2 separate regions of the Zea mays genome follow, and region 2 is linked to region 1. Evidence: chromatin contacts called from public Hi-C data. All regions are on one chromosome and are shown on one strand. Each heading gives the region's core, a stretch centred on a gene start, on an enhancer-like site or on the middle of the called end of the contact. The rest is flanking DNA. Distances are from core to core; before and after follow the strand shown. Region 1 holds the start of LOC100279264. Region 2 holds the start of LOC100278543.

The links. Hi-C and Micro-C count contacts between places; a contact is called where the count stands out from the background.
Region 2: a contact with region 1 is called in a Hi-C map of leaf, with 7 times the contacts expected there. The contact joins the promoter of LOC100278543 here to the promoter of LOC100279264 in region 1. A contact is called at or near these places in 2 of 25 Hi-C or Micro-C datasets (leaf and tassel).

Annotation. Positions count from the first base shown.
Region 1 is chr5:9,131,989-9,139,593 of Zm-B73-REFERENCE-NAM-5.0, reverse strand. LOC100279264 reads left to right here and starts at 2,665. Exons shown (of 6, transcript NM_001152285.1): 1 at 2,665-2,871; 2 at 2,952-2,997; 3 at 3,077-3,191; 4 at 3,293-4,038; 5 at 4,709-4,813; 6 at 4,933-5,482. The coding sequence starts at 2,801. The coding sequence ends at 5,334. It overlaps LOC100281140, which reads right to left. Exons shown (of 2, transcript XM_034059917.2): 1 at 7,077-7,605; 2 at 5,525-5,757. The coding sequence ends at 5,726.
Region 2 is chr5:9,694,121-9,701,725 of Zm-B73-REFERENCE-NAM-5.0, reverse strand. LOC100278543 reads right to left here and starts at 2,769. Exons shown (of 4, transcript NM_001365306.1): 1 at 2,383-2,769; 2 at 2,031-2,226; 3 at 1,883-1,956; 4 at 443-720. The coding sequence starts at 2,612. The coding sequence ends at 1,927. It overlaps LOC100273968, which reads left to right and starts at 3,016. Exons shown (of 15, transcript NM_001148355.1): 1 at 3,016-3,321; 2 at 3,858-4,022; 3 at 4,543-4,632; 4 at 4,753-4,881; 5 at 6,318-6,418; 6 at 6,816-6,930; 7 at 7,199-7,330. The coding sequence starts at 3,094.

The DNA.
Region 1 (7,605 bases), core at 1,416-3,915:
CCGGTATAAGCTAGGCGGCGCCCTTGGTTGGTTCGTGCAAGTGGCGCGACGGCGATATCAATGTCATGGCTTCCCAATTAGCACTTATTCGGTTAGGCCTTGTTCGGTTACATGGGATATAATCCCATCATGGATTTAATCCGGATATGGATTGGGTGAATCCATATCTCACACCCAATCCCATGGTGGGATTAAATCCATCAACAAATCCATGTGACTTTCAAAGCTAGTTATTCTTTTGATCCATGGATTCTAATGTAAACTTGTGCAATATCTCATGGATTTGTTCCATACCTAATGGGCTATGGATAGAATCCATGTCTTCCATAGTTTAAAAAATTCCCAAACCTTTGAGTTATATTCCATGATGGGTTTAACCGAATAAAAAAAAATTAAGTAGTCATGAATTATTTTGGGGCATGGATTGAGGCATGAATTTAATTCCAATCCATGCTAATCCAGAGCGGGATTGGTGTAAACGAACAAAGCCTTATATGGGATGAAATCTCATCATGGATTTAATCCAGATATGGATTGTGTGAATCTATATCTCACACCTAATTTCATGGTGGGATTAAATCCATCAACTAATCCATATCTCTCAAATCTAGTTATTCTTTTGATCCATAAATTCTAATGTAAACTTGTGTAATATCTTCATGGATATGTTCCATAACTAATGAGCTATGGATATAATCCATGTCTTCCATAATTTAAAAAATTTCTAAATCCTTAGGTTATATTTTATAATGGTTTTAACCGAATAAAAAAATTAAAGTAGTCTTAGATTATTTTGGGGTATAAATTGTGACATGGATTTAATTCTAATACATGTTAATCCAGAGCTAGAATGGTATAAACGAACAAAGCCTTAACTGTGTGGACTGGGATCGGAACACTTGGATTTTCTGTACATTGCTGATGTGGTGAGACACAATATATTACGTACTCCACACACTCCAGTCGAGCCGCCCGGAACCCGTTGACCGTTTGCCCCGTTCGCTTACATCGGAATGGCAGAACCGTTCCAAATGAATTGGTTTGTTTATTTTGTATTAACATTGAATAGTTGGAATAGCTCCTGATCTCAATCGGATTCAATCCGATATAAACGAACATTGGACTGAACAGCCGATGCTGTTTGACGCGTGAATGTATATTGTGCTAAGCCTAAGGATCGGTACGGTAGCATAATAAACTAACCATTCCACGTCCCAAATCCCCTTATTCATACTTTCTATTCATATTTAAATACATCTCTCAACTATTCTTTCCCATATTTCTCTTTCTCTCCAACCATTCCCCGTATCCAGCACTATTTACTCTTTAACTGAGTCATTTGCCTTTTATATATCACTTTTGGAGTTTTTAAAAATAATATCATATTTGTAATACCGTAATACACATTGTTATCAAATTATAGAGCTTTAAACTAATTCATTTTGTAACTAAATGCAGTAATTAACGGATGGGGGAGATTAGATCTCACTCCATCAACTAGGGATGGGAATGGGTCGGGTGGAGCAAAAACCCGTCCACGACCACACCCGTGAAGTCTACTTAAACCCGCCAGTTCACACCCGCGGATGCAATTCGAAACCCGAACTCGTTGGGTTTCGGGTCACCCTACGGGTTTTTACTTTGTGTACACTTTTAAACAATAGATTAGCTATAAGAAATTTAGTATTGTTAATAAGTGAGTTATATCTATGAATTTTAAGCTTTCTCACGTTGAGCAACAACAAAACATTTTATGAATCATTAGCCAAGTTACTTATTCAAAATAATTACCATTGTATCTTGAACATTTTTGCGCAAACTAAAGAATGAACAACATTTTGGTTTGGGTGTGGGTCACCCTGCGGGTTAAAATAGAAACTCGCACTCACACCCGCGAAACTTCAGATCGAGTGCGGGTTGCACCCACGGGTCAAAATATTCGCCAGCACTCGCACCCATCAGGTCAGGTACGCGTCGGATTTCAGGTTTACTGGTTAAATTGTCATCCCTATCATCAATAGAGGGAAAATCTTCTCTCTCCCTCGACGGAGGGCCCCTAGGGGGCGTCGGCCGGGGAGCATAGCTCCACCCCGGAGGCGATAGGGGGAGCGGGTAGTGGACCGTTGGAGTCCACCTAAGGACCCGTTTGTTTTCCTCTATTTTGAGGAATTAGAATCTAACTAGTGGAGTATAGTATTTTTTTTTAGAACATGGCATTCCACAACTTTCCGGAGTTTATATATAAACATATCTTAAATTTATAGGGTGAGAAATAAAAATTGATTCTATAGATTTACATGTTACTTTTCTAATGTATAACCTATAACACATTCTTATACTTGCTTATCTATAGTATAAGTGTAGTATATAATTATCTCTCTTATATGATTTAAGATAATATACCAATATATTAATTTAATTATTTTTATCTAAATTATGATTATTAGAAGAAAAAAAGACACAAGAAACGTGGAGTCGGAAGGATTCAGCAACGAACCGGACAAAGGATACGCCAGCAACCAGGGTGCCTCCGCCACGTGTCCGCGCGCCCGTCCGACGTGGCGCAGCGGCCGTAACCAGAAACGTAAGGTGATCTCCGCCTCCTCACGGTCCACCTATATAACCGCCGGCCTGATCCGTTGGATTCGTCGCCTCCGTGTCCCCCCAACGGCAAAAGCGATCGTTGCCGCGTCCCCAGCGAGCGTGCCGCCATTGCGCCGCCACGCCGGCGACCCGCGGCGTCGCATCGCATGTGAACACGGGGCGCGTTTCTCGTGCCTGTCAAGTAAGATCGGTGGCGATGAAGTGCGTCTCCGGCGCGTACTTCGAGCCGGACTTCGACCCGCTCCTCGACCGCCTCGGCACCCCCGGGTACGCATCCCTTCCGCTGTCTTCCTCTTCTCGTCTGGGCGGCGGCTCTTGACGATCTCCGCGTGGCTGGCTGGTTGCAGGGTCGTCGTCGATAACGAGACGCGCGAGGACTGCACGCTCGTCAAGGTTTGCTCTCGCGACGAACAGAGCCGAGCATAGCCTCCTCCTCCTCCTGTTCTTGATTTGGTGTGTCTCGCGTTCCCAGGTCGACAGCGTGAACCGGGACGGCGTGCTGCTGGACATGGTGCAGCTGCTCACCGACCTCGACCTCGTCATCTCCAAGTCGTACATCTGCTCCGACGGCGGCTGGCTCATGGATGGCAAGGACTGCCTGCTCCTCCTGTTTCTTGTCAATTTTTTTTTGAATGCCATGGCAAGCTGTGACGGAATGTATGCCACTGTTCTGTTTTGCACAATGCAGTGTTCCATGTGACGGACCGGACAGGGCGCAAGCTGACGGACCCGTCGCTCCCCGAGTTCATCCAGCGCGCGCTCGTGCGGTTCCACCGGACCGTCAACTGCGCGTCGCCCAGGTTCACCACGTGCCTCGGCAACGTGGTGGGGCCGGCCGGCCCCGACGTGTCGGGCTGCGCCGCGCTCGAGTTCACGGTGAACGACCGCCCGGGCCTGCTGTCGTCCATCACGTCCGTGCTGGCCGACAGCGGCTGCCACGTCGCGTCGGGGCAGGCGTGGACGCACAACGGCCGCGCGGCCGGGGTGCTGTACGTCACGCCGCCGCTCCCGAGCCGGTGGGCGCGCGTCGAGCGGCTGGTGGAGGCCGTGGTGGGCGCGCGCGAGAACGTGGCCGGCGAGCGACACTGGACGCGCGTGTCGGGGCCCGCGCGGGGCCGCGTCCACACGGAGCGCCGCCTGCACCAGCTCATGCGCGACGACCGGGACTACGAGTCCGGCCCGGCGCCGACCCCCGTCGACGAGGGGCTCTTCGGCGTGGGCGACAAGGCCGCGACCACCGCGCGGACGGCCCGCCGCGCCCGCGCCGCGACGCGGGTGTCCGTCGACAGCTGGGAGGAGCGGGGCTACGTCGTCGTCAAGATGACGAGCAGGGACCGACCCAGTCTGCTCTTCGACACGGTGTGCGCGCTCACCGACATGCAGTACGTCGTCTTCCACGCTACCGTCGGGTCCCAGGGGGTTCTCGCCATTCAGGTATTTAGTATCACCACGTGTGCGTTAGTGTTAGCGGTTCATGTTGCATGATCACCCCTAGTGCTGGGAATTGGGCCGTGCCGGGCCGGCCCGGCTCAAGCCCATCGTGCTTCGTGCCAAACGGGTTCGGGCCAAGAAAGCCCAAACAATTTTTGGGCCGTGCCGTGCCAGCCCGAAGTATAAAAACAGTAGCCCAGTCCGGCCCTAAACCACGCCGTGCCTTCGTTGGGCCGTGCCGGCCCAAGCCCGGCCCGTATATTTAACCACATAAAATCAAAATATTATAATCATGTAAAGTTCATATCTTACTAAATTAAAGATATTAAACAATTATAGCATCATTTAACCACATAAACTCTAAATATAACAACAATATAAAGTCAATATCTTAGTAAATTAAAGAGATTAAACAGATTGGGCTTAATTGGGCCGTGCCGGCCCAAGCCCGGCCCATCTATGCGTGCCGTGCTGGGGGCCCGACGGGTCGAAATTTGAGGCCCGGCCCAGGCCCGCCTTCGGGCCGTGCTAGCTCGGCCCATATTATTTCGTGCCGGGCCGTGCTCGTGCTGGCCCGAAAAGCCCGGCCCAGATTCCCAGCACTAATCACCCCTATTATACGCCCACGGCACAGACTGACACTGTGTCGTCGTCCTTGGCATCATCAACGCAGGAATATTACATCCGGCACAAGGACGGGGGCACGGTCGACAGCAGCGCCGAGCGGCAGAAGGTCTCCCGGTGCCTCGTGGCCGCGGTGGAGCGGAGGGCCACTCATGTCAGGCTCGCTCGACCATTCCCTCTCCGCTGTGCTTCTTCCTTGTTGTTTTTGGGCGCCCAGCCGCCGCCCACCCACACCGCCTCGTTTCACTAACCGCACGGTGTTGCACGTCGCAGGGCGTGAGAGTGGAGGTGCACGCCGCCGACCGCTCGGGGCTGCTATCGGACTTCACCAGAGTGCTGCGGGAGCACGGCCTGTCGCTGCTGAGAGTTGAGCTCAAGAGGCACAGGGACGAGGCCTTCGGCGTATTTTACCTCGACACGGACACCGGCGGCGAGGTGCGCACTGAGGCATTGCGCGCCGTGCAGATGAGGGTCGCCGAGATGGGCATCTCGCTCGACGTTGTAAAGGAGACCAAGGCCCCTGGCTGGCCGCCTGTGAGGAAGACCAGCGTGCCAGCCCCACCCGTCGCCGGGCAGCAGCCTCAGGAGAAGCCCAGACCTTCTCTTGGGAGCCTCCTATGGTCAAACCTTGAAAAGCTCTCAAATAACTTCAACTACATCAGGTCTCCAGCATAGACGCTTCCATTGGTGCGTCGGTTCCAGTCATTTTCCGGATCTCGGGTACTAACAATTAAAATGTCATGAAACCGTACAAATTTGTATATATAGTATAGCATGTTGGCATGTTGCATTGCACATGAAATTCTTTAGATATTTGAAGATCACTCTGCTTTCTTTTATCTGATATATGTGCAATTCTTTGGCCAAACAACGAATGGAACTTTATTGTTCCGACCTTTAACATCACGAATTCTTATGTACAAAGGAGGGTGAATCAAATTACAAACGGTAATGCTAGTGAAATGTAGCACCCTGCTATATCTCCAGCGATAAGATCATAGTGTCTTCACCCCAGTGGCTTGAACAGTGGCCTCACCCCGGCAGCTCAGCGACCTTGTTCGTTTGTTCAGGACTGGACTCCAGGAATCATTCTGACATCTAATAAAAAATCTTATATAAATTAGATAATCAATCTGTCTATGAAGTAAGAACTAGCCATCGTTCCGGGCCATGAATCCGTGAAAGCCGAACGGGCCTATAATGCAAAAAAAAGCCGCCCGGTTTTCATGGTGCCCTATTCTTTTCACAAACAGTTTTGACCTCTACATTTTCTTGTACAGCATATGTATCCAGTTTCCAATACATATGTCCATAGCAAGATTATCAAACAAGGCCTAAGTCTGGAATAAACAATTTCCAATGTCACCACCCTGCTAATGATGGTTATATCACAAACCTACAGTTTGCAACGCTTCAGTGTTATTGTCTTCATTGTGATATCTGATGGTGTCAAATTATCCAACACTAGGCTGTCCAAAATATTTCCAGATTATCCTGCAACTTGCGGAAAATAGTCAAATGAGTAATCTATTAGTTATTAAAAGTAACAAAGTCTAATTCAGTTGGGCAGGGTTACTGAAATAAAACTTTGAAGCAATAGATTTTATCTTAATTTCCCTTTAAGCAATTGACAAAGCTAAAAAAAGAATATCAAGCGCCCTTATTGATTCATTCAGAGAATCAAAGGTGATAAAACAGTGGTTAATATCCTAAAAGAACCCGCCAAATTCTTGTAGGCAAATGATTCTTGTTGGTTACATATTCAATGTAGCAAAGGGTTAGACATAAGCAAATATTGCAGGTGAACTGTGCACCATGACTTTCATGAAATCACAGCACACAGGACCATAAGATTTATCAGCAACACAATGGCATAGCTCAAGTATGTGGTATAATAAGAGAAAGAAAAACTAGGCATGGACAAACAGAAAAAGGTCCCTCAAGAACTATGGCCCTGTTTGACAGGACTTGTTTCTTAGTTTTTCACAGATTAAGCAGAAACTGTGCCAAACAACATGACTTTGCAGCAGCTTGTCAATAATCAGACTAATTAACTGAATAATCAAAATACACTTTTTACCAGCTTCTCATAAAAATAAAATTCTGCACAATTACAAGTTGTGCCAAACAAGGCCTATACTACCACTACCCCTTGCCACTCGCAAACATGTTATTTGCTACAAGAAAAATTCTAATTATAATCAACATTCACCATAAGACAAAAACTTGAAAGACTTAACCACAAGATTTCAACATCTCACAAGAACATTTCATCGCAGTATAGCAAAATTCATGCTTAACAAATATATTAGCGACACTTGCAAAATTGCAATTGATTCTTAAAAAATAAACCAAAGTATAATAGGATAATGTTTTAGTTATAGCTGAATGTACCATGGAATCTCAAGGAGCAGTACCCTTTTTGAGCTCGAACGTTTTAACATGTTCACAAAACCGCCGGTGTTTCTCTTGCACTTCAGATATCGCCATTTCAGCAGCCTCTTCATTCTTTGCTAGAAGGTATTTCTCGATTTGAACAAACCACTCCCCCAATGTCATATTCTCTAATCTGTGTCTTCCTTTGCGCTCCCACACATGGCCTTTCTCTCCACCGGCACCAATAACTTCCCTCTTGTCATTCTTTTCCACTTCTCCAACACCATCCAGCTTTGACTCTGGTGACACTCTTTCCCTCAATTCCTTTTCTACTTCGATTTCCCCTCCCTTGGTCAAATTCTTCACCTCCTCTTCTTCCAGACCACCACTGTCAGCAGGAGAATGCTGAGCATTGACCCTCCCCTCTATCGTCCTCTCTGTCAATGTCGCATGCTCCACATCCACCATCTTCTCATCCTCTAAGGGTGTCTTTGAGTTTCCATCCAACTTATCAACCTCATTTGCCACTTTATCTTCTTGAGAACCATCATTTACGGTCAACACACTCAA
Region 2 (7,605 bases), core at 1,520-4,019, 560 kb before region 1:
CTGCTTTGAACCACATAAAATTTATATCTTACTATAAATTAAAGATATTAAACAATGCTAACAATATTTAACTATATAAAATCAAAATATTACAATAATATAAAGTCTATAACTTACTTAATTAAAGAAATTAAACAATACAAGCTTTAATTGGGCTATGCCGGCCCAAACCTGACCCATGTGAGCGGCCAGCAGGAGCCCAATAGATCAAAATTTGAGACCCGACTCAGGTCTGCATTTGGACCGTGCTAGTCCAATCCATATTTTCGTATCGAACCATGTTTTTGGCTTCTATCTTTAGGCCGTGCTCGTGGTGTTCAAAAAGACCGGCACATATTTTCAGCAATAGCAACAACGGGTGCATTAGTCTTGAAATACACATGCACGATGCATCCGAGCTCATGTAGCGAGGGTCACTGGTAGGCATGTAGGAAATAAAGTGTTTTGGTCAACTAAGGATTTCAAATTATACTCCACCAAAGGATTCCATTCCGCAGGTTACAAAAACAAGTGTTCAACTAAGAATCTAAGACCCGCAGCTACTAAAACCCTTTTAGCCTCAATAAAGAAGCGCGGTGTAAATCATCTTTTCCTCTTGCCATGCATCTTTGATTCCCTCTTTGGGTTACCGCTTGGTGGTGACTTGGACGCAATTGCCGAGCTCCACAGTGCTCTCTCGACATCTGAGGGTGTGAAACTTTCTTCTCCTATGCTCAGTTCCTTCAAGGTCAACATAAATATCAGTCAAATGGCAATCAAGTACTGTCTACTGTGGATGCAAATATAAAATTATTCTTTTCTTATTCAATGCTCGTCCGATTTGTATGAGTCTGAAATCTATATTTGAAATGACACTTACAGCCTAAGAGCATATTCAATAGTTACTAAACGAAACTGGCAAATCAATGAGTTCTCCAAGTGGCTAAAAAAAGTTACGCACACATTTATTATGTTTCTCCGATCGTTTACAAAATCTAGCTCCTAAAAGATAGAAGACAATTTGGCATCAGAAATTCCGGGCTATTTCCAAACCACTTAAACCATTTTTATGCTTTTTTTTCTCTTGTATATTTACATGGGGAACTTGTCTTTGCTCTTTATTTCCCCCCCATATCGACCATCTCTATATTGGCCAATTGATACAAAGTACATTTTTGGCACTATTAGATTGATTTTCCCGAGTACAGAAAGATTGAGATTTCAAATAAAGAGTTGATGGAGAAAGCTTTTGTTCAAACTTGCTAAAGAAACAAGATTGAGAGTGAGTTTTGGGGGAACTCTTGGAGACAGCTCTAATCGAACTAGTGTAAAAGTTAGCACTGCAGAGCAGTTTGCAAGCTTTCAAGTTTCAACATACTGAAAAATGCTTTGTAACTATTTCCCTAGTGTGCCAACTGGAACTTGGAATGGAATGCAAAGACAAGCAGGTGAAAAACTACCGGTGTCTTGGTGCATGCGTTTCAAATTTACCAGCATACGCCTCAACTTTAATGCTAGCATTTGAAGAAGTGTTGTTAAATTGCAGAACTGGATGCTATTCATACAGGTAAATCGGGATCGCCTTTTTAAAGTAGCACAATGAGCTCTTCCAATTTGTCCAGGTGGAAAGGGTTCAACACACGAAGCACAAAATTCTGCAATAAGTTAGCTATATCTAAGGTAACCGCTTATTTTTTTCCACTTTAGTATATAGACTATGATACTTTTTAGCTTGGACAAAACTAAACAAAGCATTAACCAGCTGCGAACTGCAGCCATCCGAGCACCTGACTCAAAACCGTAAGATTACATTTAGTTGCGCTGAATACTTCAGACGACCAGAAGAAGTAGCTAAGCTTTGCAAACGTTGTTAGCAATTTCTCATTCGTAGCCGTGTACCTACCTTCGCTTTTGCCTGCAATTTATCAGCAAATGCAAGGTACTGCTTCAGAGTGTACTCCTTTGAATTGCCCAAGGCTGCTACCATCGCCTACACAAGATCTGATCATTGCAGTCACCACGCACTAAGACATTTTATGCACAAGGCTCACCTCGTCAGACATGAACGGTGCGACATCAGGTGCATACGCAGCGAGCACGGCGGACGCAGTGGCGGGTCCGACTCCCTTGAGCACGGTAAGCTCGGTGATGGCCCTTCTGAGGTCGGGCAAAGCCGCGAACGCCTTGCGCGACGCCGACTCCACCACGGCGTCGTCCAAGCCCTTGACGAAATCCATCAGCCTCGGTCTGGCAACAAAAACCCAATCTTAATCGAATCGGCAGCATACTTGTGAACATTTTTCCATCAAGGCAAGGACCGGACCACGCCCTACAGGATCCAAAAGCTGGAGCGTGAACAAGCTAGCAACAGCATGATAGTTGAAGAAAGGCAGATGGACTGACCTCCACTTGCCGCGAGAGAGCTTCCACTGGAGGAGGCGCACCAGCTCGGGCTTGGCGAGGAAAGGATCCGGGTCACGGCAGCGCAGGAGCGCGGGCAGGTCGTGGCGGTAAAAGGAGTCCACGGCCACGAGGTCGGGTTTGTCTAGGGCCGCGAGACGGCGGTCGTACGCGGCCAGCGCTGCGCGCCACGCCGCCGCGTCGCCGCTCGCGAAGCCCACCGTCTCGGCCATCGTTAGCGCGGTGCGTTGCACGAGGAACCGGCGACGGCGACCGTCGACAAATGTGGGGAGCAAAGCAACCAGCAACTGCGACTGCGACTGCGACTGCAAGTGAACTGTGAACCCGGCGGCTATTTCTCATCGACTCGGCAGAGCGGAACACCAGAACAGGTCGGGTTCCCCATAAACCTTCAATCCAAGTATATTCGTATCGCTGTTTCCGCCGTTGGATGCAGGGGCAAAATCGGAAAGCTGCAAAACTCGGCCCACTTGAGGTGGAGGGTTTCTTCTCCTCGTGCGCGCTCGCGTTTCCTCTTCAACCGCCGCCGCAAAGAACGGCCCACTTGACTACTTGAGGTTGAGGGTTTCTTCTCCTCGTGCGCACTCGCGTTTCCTCTTCATCCGCTGCCACAATCTTTGCGGCGCCCTCACACACCGCCGCCGCCGGCTAGAGCCTAGGGCCGTAACCGTAACAGCCACCCCTGAGACTGAGATGGATACAGCGGAGGAGGCTGGGCAGGAAGTAGTCAGCGCTGTTGGGGAGGATAGTATCCCGGAAGCTGCCGCCTGCAGCAGGGAGGAGAGGAAGGAGGAAGAGGAGGAAGAAGTGGAGGTGAGCTTCGATGAACTTGGCCTGGACGAGCAGCTGAAGAGGGCGTTGAGGAAGAAGGGCATCCTCAAGGCCACCCCGATACAGCGGGAAGCCATCCCGCTCATCCTGGTGCGTGGTTTATGGCTTTCATCTTGCTTTTAGTGTGCTTCTTTTCTGATTCGTGCGTATTCAGTCCAGACGTTTGGCCTCTGCTATCCAATCAGCTTCAAGGCCTGGGTCTGGTGGTGTTTGCGAATGATCGCTGTAGCATTGCCATGCTATTAGGGTGTAGTAAGAAACTAATGGAAAAATGATGCAGGAAATATGGAATTTCAGCTCCTTTTCTTTGGAAGAAGTTAATTCTGATAAGTGTGATGGTCATGGGCATTCTGCAAACCGTAGCATTATTTGAATAGCCTGCATTGTCTAGTCAACTCCCGGGATTGGTTGCCTGCAAAAAACTGCTATAGCCTATTTATTCGGCATCAAAGATGATGATCCTATGCTAACTTTAGTTTTAGCCAAGTGTAACACAAGGATGATCTGGTGCAAAAACTGTTATGACCTATATATTGTACATCAAGATAGATATCTAGTTTTTGTGCAACAGATTTTGTTTTCTGTAATTTTGGCCTCTAGTCAACAACTGAACATTGTGGTTCCAGGAAGGGAAGGATGTGGTTGCAAAGGCCAAGACTGGCTCTGGGAAGACCTTTGCCTATCTTCTCCCACTTCTGCACGAGCTACTGAAGTTGTCCTCAGAAGGACGTATACGAAAACCTGCACCAAATGCTTTCATCCTGGTTCCTACTCGAGATTTATGCCACCAGGTAGTGAACCTTAGCTTACTTTTCTGTGAGTGTTCGATGACTAAGTTTGGGGATTTTAGTTGTTTCAATGCTAGCTGTAGTAGTTATGTTTTGCATCTCACTTGGATACATATGAATTATACATGCTATTCATTGGCAATGTTTATTTAGTTCTTGGACTATAAAACACGCATGTAGTAGCTGATTGGATTATATTTGGATGTGGAATATTTTCATCTGCACCACCACTTGATATATACCTTTCATATCATCAACATATTTCAATAACGTGTAGAACCAGACTCCATGTCATTGATTTGTTGAGTGGTATAGGTGAAAAATGCACATCAGGTGGTGCACAGATGGAGATTCCCCATTGGACAAGTGAAGTGCAAACACATGTTTTTATATTCACTATTTTGATGTATTTTTAATTTGCTGGCTATTAATATCATGTGGGTATGATATAATTTTCCTTCCCCTTGTTTTCATCTTTGCTAAACAGGAAGCTAACACTGCTGTCTCGACTTGCTTGATATAGGTGTATAATGAGGCATTATCTCTCCTTGAGCTCTGTACATGCAAATTGAGGGTTGTGCAAGTTACCGCGAGCATGTCGGATAAGGATATTGTGAGAATTCTATTCTGTTCCATTGTTATTTTCTCCACTTGTTACCCATGTTTTGTTATTATTATTATTATTATGTCTATTGTCTCAAGTAACTAACTTACTTTTGCCTGTTTTTTGCAGACTGTTGCATTGTCTGGCCCCCCTAACATTCTCGTATCAACTCCAGCTTGTGTTGCAACATGCATATCAAAGGGAATTATTCGTGGACCTGCAGTTAAAGAGTCACTTTCAATGATGATTCTTGATGAGGTGCTCTCCAGTTGTCGTTCATATATATATTTTTGTTTACTTTCATTTTGTTTACATATTTCATTGGCCCTGCAATGTAAAGAAGAATGCTAGCGTTGAATTTGTGATGCTATATTTTCTGTCACAGTCTAATAAAATAATAAAAAGAAATTTCTGTTATTCCATTTTTCTTAATTGAGCTATAGTTTAATTTTTCCCCATGTATTTGCATATGGTGATTTTGATTCAAGGTTTTAAAGTCGAGCGACTCGACTTTCTCTGCTAGTCGGACGACTCGACTTTCTCTGCTAGTCGCTCGACTCGTCGACTAGTCATAGCATTTGAGTCGGGCGACTTATTTGGGCCTAGGTATAAAAATGTGAACCCACCCAACCATCTCAAACCCTAGTAAGTTTCCTACCTTATTTTGGACACCTTGTGCTACCTACTACTTGGATCTCATGCTGGAGGTTATTGGGAAGATAAAAGAGTTTAGTGGCTGCATTGCTAAAGCAAAGAAGATGACCAGGTTGATCAATGGACAAGGAAGGATTTAAGACTTGATGAGGACCAAGACAAATGGTAGAGATCTTGTTAGGCTGAAATGGTAGAGACCAGCAATGGCTGAAATGTGGGCCGCCATGGACTATAAAAAAAGAGCATCAAGGAAGCTTCGGAACACAAAGAGCGACTAATTGATGAAGTAATTTCTATTGTTGGTAAGAGGTGGGACAGTCAGATGACTACCAATCTTTATGGGGCATGCACTGTTTTTGAATCCAAGCAAGTTCTTTGAAATCAGAGAGAACAATAGGAGACTCGCTACAAAACTGTTCAATATTTAATGATATATTGTAGGAAATAGAGATGGATGAAGATATACTAAACAAAGTGTTTTTAGTGTTTCAGCATGTTTTTAGTATTAGCATATATAGAAAAATATAAAAAATATAATCATCGACTTATATTCGACTAGTCACGACTGGTCGTCTAGTCAGTAGTTGCACGACTTGACTCTTGACTCGAAAACAATTTGATTTGTACCATTTTAAAGACTTGGAGATCATACTTTACATATCTGGTGACACTTTATTTAAAGCTGCATTGCCATATGAGCCTTCTGTTTATTATTGTAGGGTATACTTTGGTATGTAAAGTTTTCAAAATCATATTTGAACCTTTGAATTCTTTTCACAGTATATTTTCAATTACTACAAAACACTTCAAAAATATGAATGTATTAATATGACTTCAAAACATACATTTAATTTGACAACAGTTGGTCAAAATTACAACTTTTTTGCATCAAAATATGCCTTAGAAGGTTGAGGGAGGGAGTACAACATTTTTTGAAGTGATGTACACCAGAATCCACACCTATTGTGTATTAATTACAATGTTCATCACGCAAGTTCCTTTTTGAAGAAGTTACTAATATACCAATCTTTAGTTGCCAGGCTGACCTACTTCTATCCTACCGCTGCGAAGTTGACTTGAAAGCTCTCATCCCACATATCCCGAGAAGCTGTCAGTCTATTCTGATGTCTGCAACTTCAAGGTTAAATCTGGTCAATGTTCGTCCTTTTTCTGCAGCTACCCATTAAATCTCGATTCTGCACCCTACATTTATGATTTATCTAAGCATTTCATTATTTTATAATTACTTGCCTCAGATGGTTTGCTCTTGAAATTCTGTTTTTTTTCTATTTCCAAATTTTTATCATGCTGGTTAAGTGGGTGGTTGCTGTTAGACCTGTTTGTGCTGTTGCTTCTCTTTATGTGTCTATGCTGATAGTTTAATAATTGTTTGAATGCATCTGACATGTAAGTGTTGGGGATTGAATTCATGCTACTGTTTCCCACTTAGGCCCTTGCTAAGAAATATCATTAGTAACTTGGGCCCTTGCTTGCATTTGTGTTATTTTTGGTGATACTGAAATTTGACTATATGGCAGCTCTGATGTTGACAAGTTGACAAAACTACTTCTGCATAACCCATTTGTTCTAACTCTTTCGGAGGTTGGTCAAGCAAAGGATGATGTGATCCCCAAAAATGTTCAGCAGTTTTGGGCAAGTATCTTCTGCTTCCTCCTTCCTGTACTTGTGCTCCTTTTCATATTACCATTGCAACTTGAAGGTTCCAAAAAAAAAAACTGGAAAACCAAAAGTTCTCATGCTTGACAGGGTTACATTTTCCTGACCGTCCCTTATCTGAGGTCATCCTTAAGCTATGGGCGTATTTTAAAAAATCGTATTCATTTTGCTGAAGTTACTTGGCTTTTTACACTGCTATTTCTTCATTCCTGCTCATCGCATATCATTCATTTTTTGCCCACAGATCTCCTGTGATGCCAAGGATAAAATACTTCATATCCTTGCACTTCTAAAGTTTGAGCTCATTCAGAAGAAAGTTCTTATATTTGTAAACTCAATTGATATGGCTTTCAGATTACGACTGATCTTGGAAAAGGTAAATCAAACCACTGCTTTGTGTTATTACCCTTACAACGTGATTGATCATCTGGATCTATAAAAAGGTATTTTATTTTACTCGACACCTTAAAAAACTTGTACATATCCTGAATTGTTTGATTCTTAGAATTCTGGTTTGAGATAACCTGGACTTTATATGCTGCAATTATTGACCTTGTGACCTACTTTGTTCCTTCTGTATTTGATGTTATAAAGTTGAGCATACAATCATGTCACAGTTGACTCTCTTGCTATGTCATTAAGTTCATTTGT